2 separate regions of the Pan troglodytes genome follow, and region 1 is linked to region 2. Evidence: chromatin contacts called from public HiChIP or PLAC-seq data. All regions are on one chromosome and are shown on one strand. Each heading gives the region's core, a stretch centred on a gene start, on an enhancer-like site or on the middle of the called end of the contact. The rest is flanking DNA. Distances are from core to core; before and after follow the strand shown. Region 1 holds the start of SLC22A31 (solute carrier family 22 member 31). Region 2 holds the start of LOC134808792 (basic proline-rich protein-like).

Region 1 (3,783 bases), core at 1,058-3,557, 270 kb before region 2:
TGCTCAATAACAACAACAACAAAAAAGGAACAGCCCAATTCAAAAATGGGTAAAGGACTTGGACAGATATTTCTCCAAAGAAGATATACAAATGACCAATAAGCACATGAAAACATGTTCAATATCACTAATCATTAGGAAAAAGCAAATGAAAACTACAATGAAATACCATCCCATACCTATTATTAGGATGAGTACCATCAAAAAAACAGAAAATAACAATGTAGGTGAGGATGGGAGAAATCGGTACCTTGCTGCTGGAAATGTACAATGGTGCAGTCACTGTAGAAACAGTATGGTGATTCCTGAAAAAGTTAAAAATAAAACTACCCTCTGATTCAGCAATTCCATTTCTAGGTATATACATTGAAAATAATTCAAAGCAGGGTGTCAAGAAGATATTTATATTTCATGTTCATAACAGCATTATTCACAATTGCCAAAAGGTGGAATCAACCTAGTTTACAGAAACAGATGAATGGGTAAACCACATGTGACATATCCATACAATGGAGTATTATTCTGCCTTTAAAAGAAAGGAAATTCTAACATATGGAAGGATATGAATGAATCTTGAGGACATTATGCCAAATGAAATAAACCGTTCACAAAAAGAAAAATGCCGTGTGATTCCACTTCTAAGAGATACTTAGCGTAGTCAAAATCACACACAGAATATAGAATGCTAGTTCCCTGGGGCGAGGAGGAGGGGCTATGGGGAGTTACTATGTAACGGGCATCGAGTTTCTGTTCTACAAGGTGAACAGAGTTAAGGAGCTGGACCGGGGTGACGGCTGCACCATACTGTGAATTTATTTGATACCACTGAACTGCACACTTAAAATGGTTAAGATGATACATTTTGTTGTGTTTTGTCACAATAAAATAACTGAAACAAACGGGAACATAAGTGTTGGCAAGGATGTCGGGGAACGAGCACCCTTCTGTATTGCTGGTGGTGAAATCGAGCCGCCGCTGCGGAAAACCGTTCTGTGGTTTCACAAACAGTTCACACCCTAAGGCCCAGCTATTCATGCCTAGGTATACACTAAAGATAAATGGAAACAGGCACCCAAATACTTGTACGAAAATGTTCATCGTGTCACTGGACGCAAAAGGCAAAAAGTGGAAACAACCCACTGTCCATCAACAGAGGAAGAGAGAAACGTGTGGGCTCCATCCACGGAATATTATTCACTCCTGAAAAGGAACGCGGGCCTGATCCCCGCTCCACCGGGGACGAACCTTGAAGGCGCGATTCTAAGCAAAAGACGCCGGAACACAAAAGGCCACAGCACGTAGGGCTCCATTGAACGGAGGTCAGAACAGGCTGGTCTGCGGAGCAGGGCGGGGGCTGCAGAGCCCGGGGAGGGGCGCGGAGAGCGGCCGCCGACGGGCAGGGCTCTGCTCGGGTAGAAGCTGTTCCGGAGCCCGGGAAGGTGCTGGTCCCGCAACACTGTTGGGGGGGCCCCACTAAGCTGAGCCTTGCGACCCGGTTTATGTGACGTGAGTTCCACCTCAATCTAAGTGTGAGGAAACGAACAGCGTTCTTAAACGCAGAAACGTGCCCATTCGAATTGTTAACGCGAGCGCGGAGCCCACTGACAAAGCAAAGTAAGACAAACCGGGAGTCAGAAAACTCAGCGACCCACAGGATCCACCGTGATGTTTCTCACAAATGTTACAGCGAAAACAATCGGACTTGAAAATAAACGCGACCTACCTGGTTCTCGGAAGAGGAGAAGGATCCGGGCGAAAGGCGTCAGTTCTCCCTCGCTTGCCCCGTAGACGCAGCGCAGGCCCCGAGCTCCCGAGCGGCGGTTTCAGAACCCGCGGGTCACCCAGGAGCTCCTCCCGCAGAACCAGCCGAAAGCTCCCAGCGCGGAGGAGGGCGGGTGGCTGCCCTCCCCGACCTCGCCCCGCCCGCGCGGACGCCCCCGGCCCCACGCGGGGACCACCCCGGGACGCCTGCCGGAGCCCGCGCGCCCCCGGGCAACCTGAGTGCACCTGCGCCCCGCGCGCACCTGAGCGCTCCCGGCCACGCCCCTGCCACGCCCCCGGCCCCCACGTGCCGCCCTCACGGGGCCCCGCCCCCTCGCGGTTCGGCCGCAAGCCCCGCCTCTCAACTTCCCCGCCCCTCAACCTCTCCGCCCTATGCCCCAGATCGGGCCCCGCCCCTTTACGCCTTAGGCCCCGCCCTCACACCGCCCGCCCCCACACCCCGCCTCCACTGGACTCAGGCTCCGCCCCTTAATGCCTCGCCCCAAAGCCCCGCCCCAGGAGCCCGCCCTGGTCCAGGCCCCGCCCCGTCCCGAGCGCAGCCTGCGACCGATGGAGCAGGAGGCGCGGGTGCTGAGAGCTGCGGGCGGCTTTGGCCGGGCCCGGCGCCTGCTGGCCTCCGCCTCGTGGGTACCCTGCATAGTGCTGGGGCTGGTGCTGAGCTCCGAGGAGCTGCTTACCGCGCACCCCGCGCCCCACTGCCGACCGGACCCCACGCTGTTGCCCTCAGCGCTGCGCGCCCTGCGCGGACCCGCGCTGCTGGATGCCGCCATCCCGCGCCTGGGGCCCACGCGAGCCGCGAGCCCCTGCCTGCTCCTGCGCTACCCCGATCCCGCGCCCCGCACCCGCCCCGGCCCGCGCCCCGCGCCCGCACGCAACGGCACCCGGCCCTGCACACGCGGCTGGCTCTACGCGCTGCCCAGCGCCGGCCTCCTGCAAAGCCCGGTCACCCAGGTGCGCCCCCGTCCCTGCTGCCCCGCAGCCCTCCCCGCCCCCAGTCCGCCGAGGCCCTGGGTGTCCTTTCTCCATCCTACCTGGCGCCTCTGACCCGGGCCCCCCGGCCGTCCTCCTGGGCTTCCTGCTCCGGGGCGGCCGCCGGCCCGACGGTGCCGCAGACGGGCGCGCACGGGCCAGGCCCGCGGAGAGGGGCCGGGCGGGGGCTGAATCTGGGCCTGGGAGCTGCCAGGCGCGGGGCGGCCTGGGGCGCTGGAGGATTGGAGCCGAAGGCGCCGGTGGGGGAGCAGGGCCTGGAATTTGCTTCATGACCACCAGCGTCTTGAGCAGACCGTGGCTTTGGGCTGGCTTTCCAAGGCAGAGTCTCTGCTTGGAGGGACTGACGTGGTCAGCACAGATTGGGGAAGGTGGGCTTCCCATCAGTGAGGCGCGCAGAGGCTGGGCTAGAGACCGCATTGCCTGAAGGGAAACCTTGACGGTCTGCGTGAGAAGAGATGGGGAGGCGGGCGGCAGGGACCTTCAGGCCCCTTTCATCCCTTTCCGCGCTGGGGCTGAGACCTGCACACCCCTGAGGCAGCCTTTACCCCGAGGCCCCCATCCCCCACCCTGGGAGGACTGGCCCCAGTGTGCAAACTGGAACGGGGTTGCCACATCTTCACAAGGGCTGCCTGGGGCCCAGGAACCCGCCGGGCTTCTCTCTCCACCCTGCTCCCTCCCACCTCCCACCTGCCCTCCTCCTGTTTGGTGCCTGGATCCAGGAATGCCCCATCAGCTTTCCCAAAACGTCAGGTTTGAAAGTAAAATCTCGGGCATAGCACGGCCCCCAGCAGTAGATTAAGCTTGCCAAGAAGACCCAGGAACCGGAAGGGGTGGGGGGAGGCGCAGAGCTGAGGTCAAGGGTCAAGGGCCTCGCCGGGAAATGCCGCTGAGCACAGCTCTCCAGCCGCTGCCCGAGTCCCTCTTGAAATGGGCAGGGCAGGGAGGGCGTGGGTACCAGCGCAGGTGCTGGGGCTCATTTCTTAGGCCTGTGTCATGGCTATGACCCTTGGC
Region 2 (3,674 bases), core at 151-2,650:
CCCGGGGCGGAGCTGAGCGCCATGGGCGCCGGGCGGGAGGCAGGTGGCGCAGCGGCGGCGGCGGGGGGCAGGAGGCGGAGGCGGAGCGCGCGGGGCGGGGGCCGCGGGGCCCCGTGAGACTCTCGGGCGAGCGCGCGGCGTTGGAGCCACAGGCGCGGCGGCTGGACCCGGCGCGGGCCGCGGAGGCCGGAGACCGCCCCGGGCGGGGTGCGCGCTTTGTTCCCGCGCGGGGTGGCCGGAGCCGAGTCCCCGGCATGGCCCAGGCGGCCGCCCCGCGCGCCCCAGCCCCGCCGCGCGCCTGAGCCCGGTGCGGCGCCAGAAGACAGCGCGCAGCCGCCCCTGAGTCGTGGAGGCGGGGACCAAGCTGGAAGGAGCAGCGACTCCCGGACCGAGTCGCGAGTGTGCGCCGTCCGCCGCCCGCCGGATCCCCCGGACCCCCCGACCGTAAGTGCCGTGTCCGCCCCGCGCGCCGCCGCCGCTCTACCCCGACTCCGCCCGCGGCTGCCGTTCCCGGATCTGCGCCGCAGCCGCGCCGAGCGCACGGGCCGTTTTCAAAGTTGGTGCCCACGGCAGGGTGGAGCTAGCCGGCCCAGCGCCCACCCATCCGGGCTGAGCGCAGCCCCCCGTGAGCAGAGCCTGACCTGCGGGGGCTGGGCGAAACTTCGGGGGGAACGACGCGCCCGGGTGCTGGGAGTCTCGCGGGCTCCCCTGGGGCCGCCCGGTTTTCCTAACAAAGGCCCCGCGGCCCGCGTGACGGAGACCCGGGAGTGGGGAGGCCGAGGGCGGCCCTGGGAGAGGTAGAGGTGGCGGCGGCCGGTCTGGGGAGGAGGGTCCAGATCTCCCTCCTGCTCCTCTCTCTCCTGCCCGGGTCCCCGGCGCTGCCCCGCAGGCTAAAGGTGGTCCGCGCTGGGGGTCCTGGACCCTGCCTGGCGTGCGGTCCCTGGGGTCCTGACGGCCGCGGGCCACGGCACAGCCGGGTGGCAGCGATGGCGCGCACAGCCTTTGGGAAGCGTCCATCTGTGTTGGGCAGGCCCCGAGCCAGGGTGTGGGAACAGCGGGGAGGGAGGTGTGAGCCTCTGTGGAGGGACAGATGGCTGGAAACGCAGCCCTAGACGGCTGACTTCACTTACGTGGAGCAGAAGGCGGCCAGGCTGGTGGCGGCGACTCAGAGCCGCTGGGCTCCGAACACACTGCGGGGCTGGCGCTCCCCCGCCCCTGCGTCCGCCCGTGTGTGCTGGGGCCGCGGCCGGGCTGTGCCCACCCCTCATTCACCCTGTGGGCTGAGGCTGGCTGACTTCAGGCCCATTCCAGGGCCCAGAAAGAAAAACCTTTCCCTTGAAAAGAGAGCACGTCGCGTGCTCCTGTGGGTGGGGGCTTGTCGGTAGCTGTCAGGCTTGTGGCCCCAGCCAGGGTGCGGCTTCTGTGCGTCCGGCCCGGGTGTGCGTTTCCTCTCCTGGACGAGGAACAGGAGGTTCCCAGGGCAGCCACCTCGGCGGACGGGTCGGCCGGGGATAAGGGGCAGGGGCCGGTTTTTCGGTACCTGGCATTGCTCTTCAAGTTGCTGAGAGGTTGGGGAAACTTCTTGAGGCTGGGACTCCACTGTGTCCCCCAGACCTGAAGGGGCGAGGGCTGGGCCTGAGCGCTTCCGACCCTCACCTGCCCCTGGCATCGCTTTCCCGGCAGGGGAGGAGGCAGGAAGGCCCAGCCCACGGTTCCTGGGCACGTTCGCCCGTGGAGGGCTGGCTCTGTGTGCCTCTGGGGTCGGGCTGTGTCCTTTGCCCCCGCTCCAGTCTGGGCTTTGGGAGTCAGAAACTTCCACAGGGGCCAGACAGGCGGATGCTGTGCAAGCCGGAGCTGCCGGGAGGGTCCTGTTCTGTGCGGCCGACAGCACCGTGCCTGGAAAAGCCATGCTATTTGGGACCGTCCTGCTGGGCAAGCGGCCACTCTTCCACACTGAAAGGGAAACAGAAAGGAAGAAGCGCCCAGAGCAGGAGGAACAGATGTGGCGTCCACCCGAGATTGGGGCTCAGGGAGGGAAGAGAGTATCGCATCAGGATCAGTCTTCCGGCAGGCTCCATCTCTCCTGGGATGTGCTCGGATCCTCTAGTGACAGGGGAGAAGGGAAGTTCACATGAGTGGTTCGTGGTGCTGGGGCCGTGCTTTCGCCACCTGTGAAGCCAGGGCTGGTGAGTGGGAGGGCTTTCCCCAGACATCTCCTTCCAGAACCCTCTGGGGCTACGAAGCCACACGCCAGCCGCCCGAGCCCCCCCGAGCTCTTCCCCTGCCGCCCGCTATCCGCGTAATTCAGTTACCACCTCCAGGAAATCTCTCTGGTTTGGCTCCACGTATTTTCATTTCTGCATGACTGGAAGAAATTAATTTTTCTCCCTACGCGAGGATCTGGAGATGCTGCCGGCAGGCTGGGTCACTAATCCCCAAGATCCCAGCCCTCAGGGCTGCACTGGGGAGGGCCGGGCCTCGCCGCTGCCGCCTCTGGGGTGGCAGGGAGGGTGTGAGGTGGGTGAGGCATTTCCCTGCCAGCTTCTGGAACCATCTTGGGGCTCTCCGCTGGCCTCCCCCTTCCCTGCTGCACCGTTAGCAGGTTGACTTTGGGGTTTTCTGATTCATCCTCAGCCTCCCACAGTGCCAGGGTGGAAGGATGGTGCTTGAATTAAGTGGCTCTGAATTTCCTTCCCTGGCAGGGAGGAACCAGAAGCAACTTCAGCGTGCCCCAGTGCCGTGTGTGCCACGCGGGTGTTCAGACCCAGCATGGGGGGAGCAGTAGTGTGCCCCAGTGCTGTGTGTGCCACGCGGGTGTTCAGACCCAGCATGGAGGGACTAGCAGGGCTTTGTTAGTGGTGCCACAGGTGAAGGCGGTGGCGTCTCTATGGGGCTGCTCTCCCGGCCCGCACTTGCTGCACTGCCTGCCTGTGGCCTGTGTCTCCTGCTCACAGGGTGGTGGAGCCTTCCTGGGTGGGTCTTAGAGCCTACAACAGCGCTGGGGCTTACACGCACTGTCGCGTCCCTGTAACACCCACGAGGGCCGTGGAGCGTTCCCCGTCTCCGACGCCGGGAGGGGTACAGTCACTCCACAGGTCATGCAGGGAGCCAGTCTGATGGCAGGCTGCAGCGAGTGTCTCCAGGCCCCTGTCCAGCCCCGCCCAGTCCCTGTCCAGCCCTGCCCGGGCGTTCCTTTGCCCGTGCCGTCGGTCCCCATCCCCAGCCTGCCGGGCCACATTCTTAGAGCACCTGAGCACCCCCAAGGGGCTGGGGGATCTGGTGGCTGAGGGCTCGGTCATGACTCGGGGTTGGCACTGTAGGTGCAAAAGCCCTCACCTGGACACAGGCCCTGGGGCCCATCTGGGGTCAGGGCACGGGTGGGAGAACTTGACCTCTGCCCTGCCTGGGTCATGGAGCCCCAAGGCCAGCCTCGTCCCAGCTGCTCTAGTCCTGCACCTCTGGCCAGCCCCACCTCTGCTTCCTGCCCTGCTGTGCAAGGGAGGGAGGTCGTTGTTGCTGAAGACCCTCCAGAAGCCACTGGAACATTGCCCGGCTATTATCACAGACATAGCATCCGCTGTTCATAGAAATCCACATCCAGGCAACCAATGTCACCTCCCAGCCTGGCCCCAGGCCCCTGGGGACGGAAAGGACCCAAACTCTACAATTTGTCA

The links. HiChIP or PLAC-seq counts read pairs in DNA pulled down with a chosen protein or histone mark.
Region 1: an H3K4me3 HiChIP or PLAC-seq map of stem cell-derived excitatory neurons shows a contact between it and region 2, with 10 times the contacts expected there. The contact joins the promoter of SLC22A31 here to the promoter of LOC134808792 in region 2. A contact is called at or near these places in 1 of 7 Hi-C or Micro-C datasets (stem cell-derived neural progenitor cells) and 1 of 1 datasets of contacts at active chromatin or transcription factors (stem cell-derived excitatory neurons).

The regions. Positions count from the first base shown.
Region 1 is chr18:87,399,074-87,402,856 of NHGRI_mPanTro3-v2.0_pri, reverse strand. It overlaps SLC22A31 (solute carrier family 22 member 31), which reads left to right and starts at 2,307. Exons shown (of 9, transcript XM_024350003.3): 1 at 2,307-2,733. The coding sequence starts at 2,332.
Region 2 is chr18:87,124,569-87,128,242 of NHGRI_mPanTro3-v2.0_pri, reverse strand. It overlaps LOC134808792 (basic proline-rich protein-like), which reads right to left and starts at 1,400. Exons shown (of 4, transcript XM_063797573.1): 1 at 892-1,400; 2 at 1-161. The coding sequence starts at 1,268. The region is part of intron 1 of CBFA2T3 (CBFA2/RUNX1 partner transcriptional co-repressor 3); the gene reads left to right.